Regions from separate parts of the Anas platyrhynchos genome. Here region 1 is linked to region 2. A link is a contact called in public Hi-C data. All regions are on one chromosome and are shown on one strand. Each heading gives the region's core, a stretch centred on a gene start, on an enhancer-like site or on the middle of the called end of the contact. The rest is flanking DNA. Distances are from core to core; before and after follow the strand shown.

The links. A called contact is a pair of places that touch in the nucleus more often than the background predicts.
Region 1: a contact with region 2 is called in a Hi-C map of liver, with 6 times the contacts expected there. The contact joins the promoter of NCOA3 here to the enhancer-like site in region 2. A contact is called at or near these places in 4 of 8 Hi-C or Micro-C datasets (F1 follicle, liver, skeletal muscle and 1 more).

The regions. Positions count from the first base shown.
Region 1 is chr21:4,037,443-4,041,775 of IASCAAS_PekinDuck_T2T, reverse strand. It overlaps NCOA3 (nuclear receptor coactivator 3), which reads left to right and starts at 2,941. Exons shown (of 23, transcript XM_038166037.2): 1 at 2,941-3,077. It overlaps LOC113845777 (a long non-coding RNA gene), which reads right to left and starts at 2,914. Exons shown (of 2, transcript XR_003501560.3): 1 at 2,577-2,914; 2 at 1-1,705.
Region 2 is chr21:3,977,347-3,981,750 of IASCAAS_PekinDuck_T2T, reverse strand. It overlaps NCOA3 (nuclear receptor coactivator 3), which reads left to right. Exons shown (of 23, transcript XM_038166037.2): 3 at 3,241-3,348; 4 at 4,028-4,200. The coding sequence starts at 3,260. Among named protein-coding and RNA genes, the nearest start is that of NCOA3, 59 kb to the left of the region's middle. Within about 2 kb of position 1,715, at least 1 of the 8 cell types and tissues checked has an H3K27ac peak or open chromatin away from gene starts, as enhancers often do.

The DNA of each region.
Region 1 (4,333 bases), core at 1,692-4,191, 59 kb before region 2:
TAAAATTACATTAATCGGTTAATTTTGGTAGTCTGGTCAGTTAAGCAGATTAGCCATGCAAAATGAATTGGTAGTCTAGAAAGAGGGGTATATATGTAGTCTGGATTTATTAAAAATAAATTACAAACAGTCTCCCCAAGTATACTGCAGTTTTTCAATGTCTTTAACCATTTCTTAACAGTGTTGTTTTTCTTTGATTGTTATTCAGTGCCAGAAGACCTTTTCTCTTCCAGCTATGCTAATTAAAATTTCCTGGACAGTGTATATTCTCTCCAACTTTAGACAAGCATTCTGCAATCAATTTGGTGCAGTGTACAGAAAACTTATTAAAATAATACAGAAATAAGTTAAAATTTTCCATTTGTCAAAAAGTGCCAGTTCAGTTCCAGAAAACCTGGGGTTAATGGTATCCACCTTAGTTCTGATTAAACTGGTTAGATCAAAGAACCCTAAACTAATGGTGTGTGAATGATGATGATGAAAAAAAAAATCCAATACCAAAAATTTGTTTGTGAGGATTGCTTTTCTTTTCACATTTACTGTTTCTAATTATTTGGTAAGGGAGGAAGGGATGGAAAGCTCCTTCTGTCCTAGAGTATTATTGGAAAATATCATAGCCTTGGAAGGTTGCTTTTGATGGGCTATTCTTACCTTTTCCTTGCACTTAAATGTAAAATTAAAAAAAAATATATATATATATAGGGAATGGAAAGTAATCTATTATGTGAAACTTCCAATAGAGAGTGCTTTTTGATTGGTGTTTTAAATTTTTTTTTCTGTCTCTGAGCAGAGAACAATTAAATGTGCTGAAGAAACAGGACTTTCCCTCACACTAATTGTCTAAAAAGAAAGTTATCTTGGAAAATTCAGGAGGCAAATCAGTTATGTAGAGAGATTCCCATATGAAAGACAGAACATTTTTTTTTTTTTTGAGAAGAATAATAGATGATGGAAAATGATGACCCTCTGTGTTACTGTCACATTAAAAATGAATGGCATTGTCCAAAGAGTAAGCTATGAGTCATGTTTCCCTAAGTCTATGTATCCATTGGCTTTTTTTGACTGAAAAATTATTGGGATCAGGTTGAATTTAATAAGTATATTACATAAATTAACCTTAAAGTCAAGTATGCCTCTTAGGGTATATCTTTGGCCAATTTTTTTATATGTTTAGGCTTCTAAAGATTTCTTTAAAGAAAAATGCACCAGCAGGTGGAGCAAATAGATAAAAATGTAGCTGTAGAACTGCAACATTTAACAATTACTATCAGCTTCTAAGTACAAAAATTTGAGGGAGTTTATTACTAGTTTCTGTAGAGCATCTCATCAATGAAAAGTGAAAGTGTTTTACATTGTACCCTTCATTATATAAAGTGAGCTACCTTTGAAATTATCTTTCTAATTGCTAAAACTGAAAAAGGTTAAAAATGAAAACAAATATACACACTTTGGAGACATGAAGTTCTGAATTAGTGCTGAGTCTAAAATGTCTTAGATTCAATCTAAGTATAATTGAAAGACCTTATGGCCTACATGGGGAAAAAAACATGAACAAGGTGTAGTTGTTCAAAACAAACAAACAAAAAACACAACTAAATTTCAGTGTTGCTGTTGTCTGTCATCAACCTATTCCTCCCTGCACACCTCTTTTGTTCTTGTCATGGTGAATGCTCCATTGTAATCCATAGTGGAAGAAGAGAACATCCTGCGGAAAAAGATAACTCGTAATGGAAGAAATGGAATCATTAAATAGCAGAACTTACACTTTGGGGAGATGCAACAGGACCTCATTTCTTTTAAGATACCCTAACAACATCAACTCTTTCCTGCTGTGATAACATGATAAAGATTCTGTCTCTATCAGTTGGTTAAAACTGAGTTCACAAGTCCAAACACACATTTTTAATTGGCAAGTTCTTTCGTAGTATAACTACAAGGTAAAATCTAAGGTGAAACTTGTTTTTCCAGAACTCGACGTATTCGGATTTCTTTCAGCTCTGTATTCACTTGGTTTGTAATGTTTGTTTCAGAGATAGTCAGAGGCTTGTATTGTACTAGTAAGTTACTCATAGGTGCCCAATATTATTTTATTTTATTTTATTTTTTATTTGGGAATTACTAGAAGGTATACTTAATTGCTCCATTAGTTTGTCCCTTTTTAATACAAATTGTGGCTATGGCCCTGTAAGGGATTCTGTACGAGTAGCTTGGCAGGTCTTCAGTTTGTGCATTTTCATTATTTTGTGCTCTATGAAACCAGTCTTTCAATTTTGGAAATATATATACACCACCTTTATGAGTACCTGAAACCTCGCTATACCATATTCTGCACACATCCTATTTTAATGTGAAATGGTTTGAATTCTGGTTTTAAAAATTACTAAAAAAGAGGATTTCTGCTAGCAAACCTGGGGCACGGCTAGGTTGTACTACTTGAGGTCCCAGTCTTGTATGTCCTTGCCTTTTATTTTTTTTAAACAGATGGATACTGAACGTCTATTCTGACTTCGCTTGAAAACTGTCTCTAACGTATAGCTGCAGTAGGGAATAATGGGTATTATTTGTGTACTTCTTACCTTTCACTCCAACCTGTTCGTGTTATTTTAAGCATTGACTTAAGCAGCCTGGCTTTCCCCTGTTGCAATGGCACAGCTCGGATTCGGTATAGCAAAGCCCCCCAGCCGCTATCTCGCAGTGCGGGGCTGGCGCCTCGCAGCGTTGTGATCCTTCACACGTAGAAAAAGCTCTTCGTTAAACCCTGTATCCACACGGCTTCCCCCTTAACCCCCCCTCAGCTGCAAGGGGAGGGCGACCCCTCAGCGAGCCGGGCCCCAGCACGGCCCAGGGGAGCCCCCGGGGGCGGGCGGGCAGGGGGCGGCTGGGGCGGTGGCTCCCCGTGACACTACAAGTACCGCGCTGCCCCGCGCGCCGCCCTACTACAGCTCCCAGCGCGCCCCGCGCCGGGCGGCTGGCGGAGGCCGGTTCCTATTTAAATGTGGGCAGCGAGGAAAATGGCGGCGAGCGGCTGAGCGCGGGGGAGACGGGGAGCAGGAGCTGCGCCTTGGCGCCTTTCCCAGGTGAGCGGGGCTGGGAGGGAGGGAGCGGAGGGAGGGAGAGAGGGAGGAGAGCGGCTGCGGCTGCGGCTGGTTCTTCTCTCTGCCTGGCTCCCGGCTTCCAGCGCCGAGCTGGGAGCGGGCAGGGGGAGGGCGGGCGGGCGGCTGCCCCCGGCTGGGCACGGAGCAGCCCGGGGTTGGCCCTGAGGGGCGTCCCTCTCCCCGGCCTGCCGCCCTCTCCTCGCGCGGAGGCGGCTTCCCGAGAGAGGGGAGCGCGGTCGGGTCGGGTGTGAGGAGTAACCCCTGGGCTGGGGGCGAGGGGGTGCCCCAGGCAGCGCCTCTGCGCCTTTACCTCTCCGCAAGCGCTGTAACCTGGGGGCTGCGCGCAGTGAGCTGCGGGCACGGCTGAGGCGGGAGGCTGCCGTGCGGGGCTGGAGGCTTCTCGCGTCGCTGTGTGATGCGTTTCCAAGTAAGGGGAGTTTGGGTGGAGGTTCCTCGTGCAGCGCTGGGAGCCTTGGGGTCGCTCGGAATTTCCCAGTCTTGTATTTAGAAGCGTCTAATTCTGATTCTCAGCCTGGGTAAAAGGTGTGTGTGTGGGTGAGATACCTGGGCTAGAATGGCCCCATCTGCCATTCTGCTGGGTTTATCTCATACACAGGCGGTTCCAAAGACCTTGTTATCTGCATTCTCCTTCTGATCATCCTGTAGTGTTGGTAAGTTTCAGAGGTGACTTCTCATATCTCTGCTAATGAGGAAAGGGATGAGAATAGTGGAAATGAAAGGTGATTTCCATTGCCTCTATTTGTTTCTGCCTCACAGCTGCAATGAAGCTGTTGTTGAGGGATGGAGATAAGAAAACATCTGTGTGTGTGTGTGTGTATACAATTTTTTTTGGTGTGTGTGTGGGGGGGGGCTAGGAGGGGGAGGTCACAGACTGCTCCCTGGAAAAGGTGTTAGTGATACTGGGGTGTAAATGGAGGTAAACATGGGTGGGGATCTTGTCTGAGGTTGACATAGTTCCCAGAGTCCTCTTTGGTTCTAAAGTTGGTTCTGTTTGTGGTTTCTGCTCCTGGTCTTTGGCATAGGCTGAGGTTTTCTTTTAAAAGAGAAGCTTCTCACTTTTGTCAGCTCATCTAGTGATCAGTTTTAAATTAGTCTCTTTTATTCATGATGTATTTCCTTCCTGCTTAACCTGTTAAAAGAATAAAGAAATAATTGATTCAGCCTTTAGTATTGTCTGTTAACTTTTACTTAAAAGATTTATAATTTATTAGGAACAG
Region 2 (4,404 bases), core at 466-2,965:
CTTTTTCAAGACACGTTGATGAGCAAAAAGTTATTTGTTATTTTTTGTTTTCTTGATTCCCCATTTTGATGAGTGAGAAAAAACATGGAAAATATAAGATTATATGGGAAAAGGTAAATCTAGGGGTATTGCAAAAACAATTCTAGGATTTAATATTTTTAAATAGTCATGGAAGTTTGAAACATTTTCTCCAAATGTTGCTGCCTCTGGTTCCAATCCACAGGTGGATATAGGAACATTAGTATATAGTGGTTCATTACTGCTGCAGCTGAAGGAATTAATGTCTTTTTCTTTGAAGACATTAAACCATCTCTTATAACATCTTTTCTCAAATTTGCTTTAAGTATAAACTTAAAAGTTAGCAAACCAGTTGTCAGATTTTTTATGAAAGTCATTATTGTCATGCCTATCTTTCAGTTGTTCTGAGTAAGAATAATAATATATAATGAAAGATTATAATTCCTGTGCTTTAGGTAACTTATACTTATCTAAAGTTTCTTACACTTTCCTTGGTTTACATAGTAACCGAGCTATTTATTGTGTCAGATTAAGCTAACTTATAAATATCTTTTCATTAAGCAAATAAGAATTTCATTGTGCAATACTTTTCTAAAAATAAATAAATAAATAAAGCTTTCCTTAAGTCAGATTGTGCAATATAAGCAGTAGAGTCTTTCTAGCACCATTTTTATAGCTAGCATTACAGATGCAAGAGCCAGAAATTGTGCTTTTAACTTAGCTCAGAAAATAGGTTTACGAAGGTGGTTATATTAAACTTCTTTTATTTCAGTGGTAAAAATGCATTAACTTTTGAAAACTGTTTCAGAGTGGTCTTCTAAACATAATGGGTAGCATAAAAAAAATAATGAATCCCTCTGTCCCTCAAATAGATTTATTTTTCAAAAATCTCTTTAGCCCATTAGAAATTACAGGTTTTTATTCAATAGATAAAGGTAATATCTGATATCTTTTAACTGGTGATTTGTTTCATTATTAACTCACTCAATAATGGCTTCTTTTGCTAAGATGTCCTGTAGCAGGAAGATTAGTTTGACTATTAACCATTTGTACTGTAAATCCACGCATATTGGAAAGCAGCTGCTAGATTTTCCTTAGCTAAGCAGTTGTTGTAGATGTTATGTACCTTCTCAGGAATACCTCTGGAAAGGTATTCTTAGGGGAAAGAAAAGGCATGGGCAGGGCACTCTGCAGCTCCAGGATGGAAGAAGTAATGCAAGCTACTTGGGTATAACAGTAGGGAAACGAGCTACACCACTTACCAAGTTTTTTCTTCCTTCTTCAAGCTTCTATTTGTAGGCACTTAACGTTTTTCTTGAATACAAGTGCTGTGATGTGTATCATATTTCTGAGACAAAACATAGTAACTTTGTTTTCTATTTAATCCTATGCTGAATTCGATACCTGTCAATACAGGTAGATGCCAAACCAGAAATGGCATTTCCATTCTAAATCACTTAATGCAACCCAAATTACATTCCATTGAAATGCCAAAAATCAAGCTATCCAAGCTTGGTTTTTCCACTATTTAATACAGTTTCAATCTTTCTTCCTCTTAAATAGAATCATTTGCTCTTAGCTTCAGACATACTTGCTGTGCCCACACCCTTCCTGAGCCATCCTTGAATCTTATTATAGCTTGGCTCATCCTCTCTCTCGCTGCAATAGCTCTTCGTGCTGCAGCATCGCACTTTGCTTGGGAATGCAGCTGCGGGAGGGGAGAAGCACCAATCCTGATCCTCGGGTGCGTGTGTCACCCACAGCCTGAGCATGAGCTCCACGGGCATAAGACCCTGTGAGTCTGTTCTGTCCTGAGCCTCCACTTTGGAGAATCGGCCGCTTTTTGCGTTATCGTAGCTTGTTTATATAATTTGGTTTTGAAACTACTTGTTCAGCTGAGCAGCTTTTCATTCAGCTGCTTAATTGAAGAAAATACCATTCATGCTGCTGTTTAGCAATATACTGTCATCTAGCGGTGTAATTGTGTACTTTAAGCAAGGTGGGCTGCTATTTTCCCTGCGTTTAGGAATTTTTACCCTGGAGAAATACCTGATTGAATAACAGTCCTCAGGCTTGCCTTTTGATCTACCCTGTCTTATCCATCCTGGTTTTGTATCAAGGAGTTAGCTGTTACACCAACTTCATATCTGTGCAGTCCTTGCTATAGTTGTGGAGTTAGGCATCTTCTGTAATAGTTTGTTTCAAATGCAAGATTATACTTTACAGTTATTTTTAATTTTCCTGTGATTTACAAAGTATGTTACCCTTCCTGTCCTAGTGCATATCACTTGGAATGAGACTTGGTTATCAATATGACTTTATGTTAAACATTTGCTTAGCTGCTAAGAGTGCTTTAAATGTATGCCAGTCTACTTCTGAACTGTGCAAATCTGCAAGAGCAATTCAGTGTATCCTCCTCAGTGCAGTCAGCAAACCTTTCAAGTCTTCAAAGGTCAGTATTGCTGTAGGAAGAATGTCCCCAATTCTCTGTCTGTAGCTGACATAAAATGGGAACAGTATCAACTGCTGCAAGCAACCCCTCTGCTGCTTCACAAAAGTATGGTCTTGTGGGTCTTTCCCTTTCAGTTTGCTCCTCTTAAGTTGTAGTATTTTTTGCCACAAAAAGCTGGTAAGCAAAAACCAAATTAGTACATCAGAAGCAATGCAAACACCTCTCTTTTTTCTTTAGATGGCTTGTCCTGGAAGCACTTTGTTTACTAGATGTCTTTTCAAGGCTATATTCCATTTTAGTTCCTTTATTGTTTTATTTGTAAAGAAACCAATTTCTTATCAAGTTTTCTAGCGTATATTAAAACACTGAGAATCTTACTGTTTTCAGACAAATTGGAGCTATACAGTCATTCCTGTTCTATGGTGCAAAGCTTTAAACATCTCTGAAAATGGGAAAAATTATTTCAGCATATATAGAATACAGATTACTCATACTAATTTATACTGTGAAATTAAATGCATTTTTTTTACATTTAGTCTTGCTGACATTGATGCAAAGTTTTGTAAACCTATATTTTGGTGAAATAGATTTAAAAAAATTGTAACCAGATGTATATTTTTAACAGTAAAATGGTAGATGGATTTTCAGTTATAAATAAATAAATGAAGACTCAGTTCTATAGATAAAAATAAGTTTTCTGGATAAGTTCTCTACATTTTATACTTTTATTTTGAGAGGTTCATTCACAATTCTTATTGTATTGCTTTTAGTTGCTGATGTGTGGTCAGGATGAGTGGATTAGGAGAAAACTCCTTAGATAGCTTGGCCAATGAGTCAAGGAAGCGCAAGCCATTGCCTTGTGATACCCCAGGTGCAAGGTAGGTGTATAGAGACTACTTTGTTTCTTTTGCTATGTGTTTGTTTGTTTTACTATCTGAAAAGTTTTCATTGCACTTTTGAGAATGTTTTTTCTAAGCATTGTGTTCAGTTGAAACATTGTTAGGCCAGTTTTTGTTGTGAAGATGCACAGCTTTACTATTATGTGTAGATCTGCCAAAGCTTATGAACTACACTCAGTAGTTAGTCTCTTGCTAAATCTTATTGGAGTGGATGTTTAAGGAGTCACTGTTTGAAGCTGTGATAGCAAGACAAAAGAAGAAAAACTTGTTGCTTCACAGTAATTACAGAGGCAGCATCTTATATCTGGTAATTGATTTGCAGGCCTCATTTCAGATGGTGACTATTTTCAATATATGACAACAGAATATCACAGAAGGATTTTTTTTGATGAATAACTTCATGCCCCCTTAAGATAAATTGATACTTAAGATTATTAAAAACAAAACAAATAAAAAAAAAGGCAAAACAAACAAACAAACAAACAGCAACATACCAAAACACACACATACCCCGTTAGATTTGTGTTTGCTAGAAGAATGACTACTACTTAGGTTTAATAGATAGGTGTTACAAGAAGTACATTGAAGTTCAGTGTGAGCATACAGCCGGTGTGCATGATGGAATATAAGTATATTTAATAACGTTTTTGATTCCTAGTCTGACCTGCAGTGGTGAGAAGCGTCGGCGTGAGCAGGAAAGCAAATACATTGAAGAATTGGCTGAACTGATATCTGCTAATCTGAGTGACATTGATAATTTCAATGTCAAACCAGACAAATGTGCTATTTTAAAAGAAACCGTGAGACAGATTCGACAGATAAAAGAGCAAGGTACAGTTCCCTGCTAAGCCAAACAAACAATTTCATTTTCTTGTGATTCCTCGTTCAAAGGGAAAGACTAAGTAGTATAATACATATATTTTGAAATAGGTATATGCAAAAAAAAAAAAAAAAGGAAATTCATAGTGATGGAATATATATGTATTCTATATATATATTTATATATATATTTCACATGACTATATATATACATAT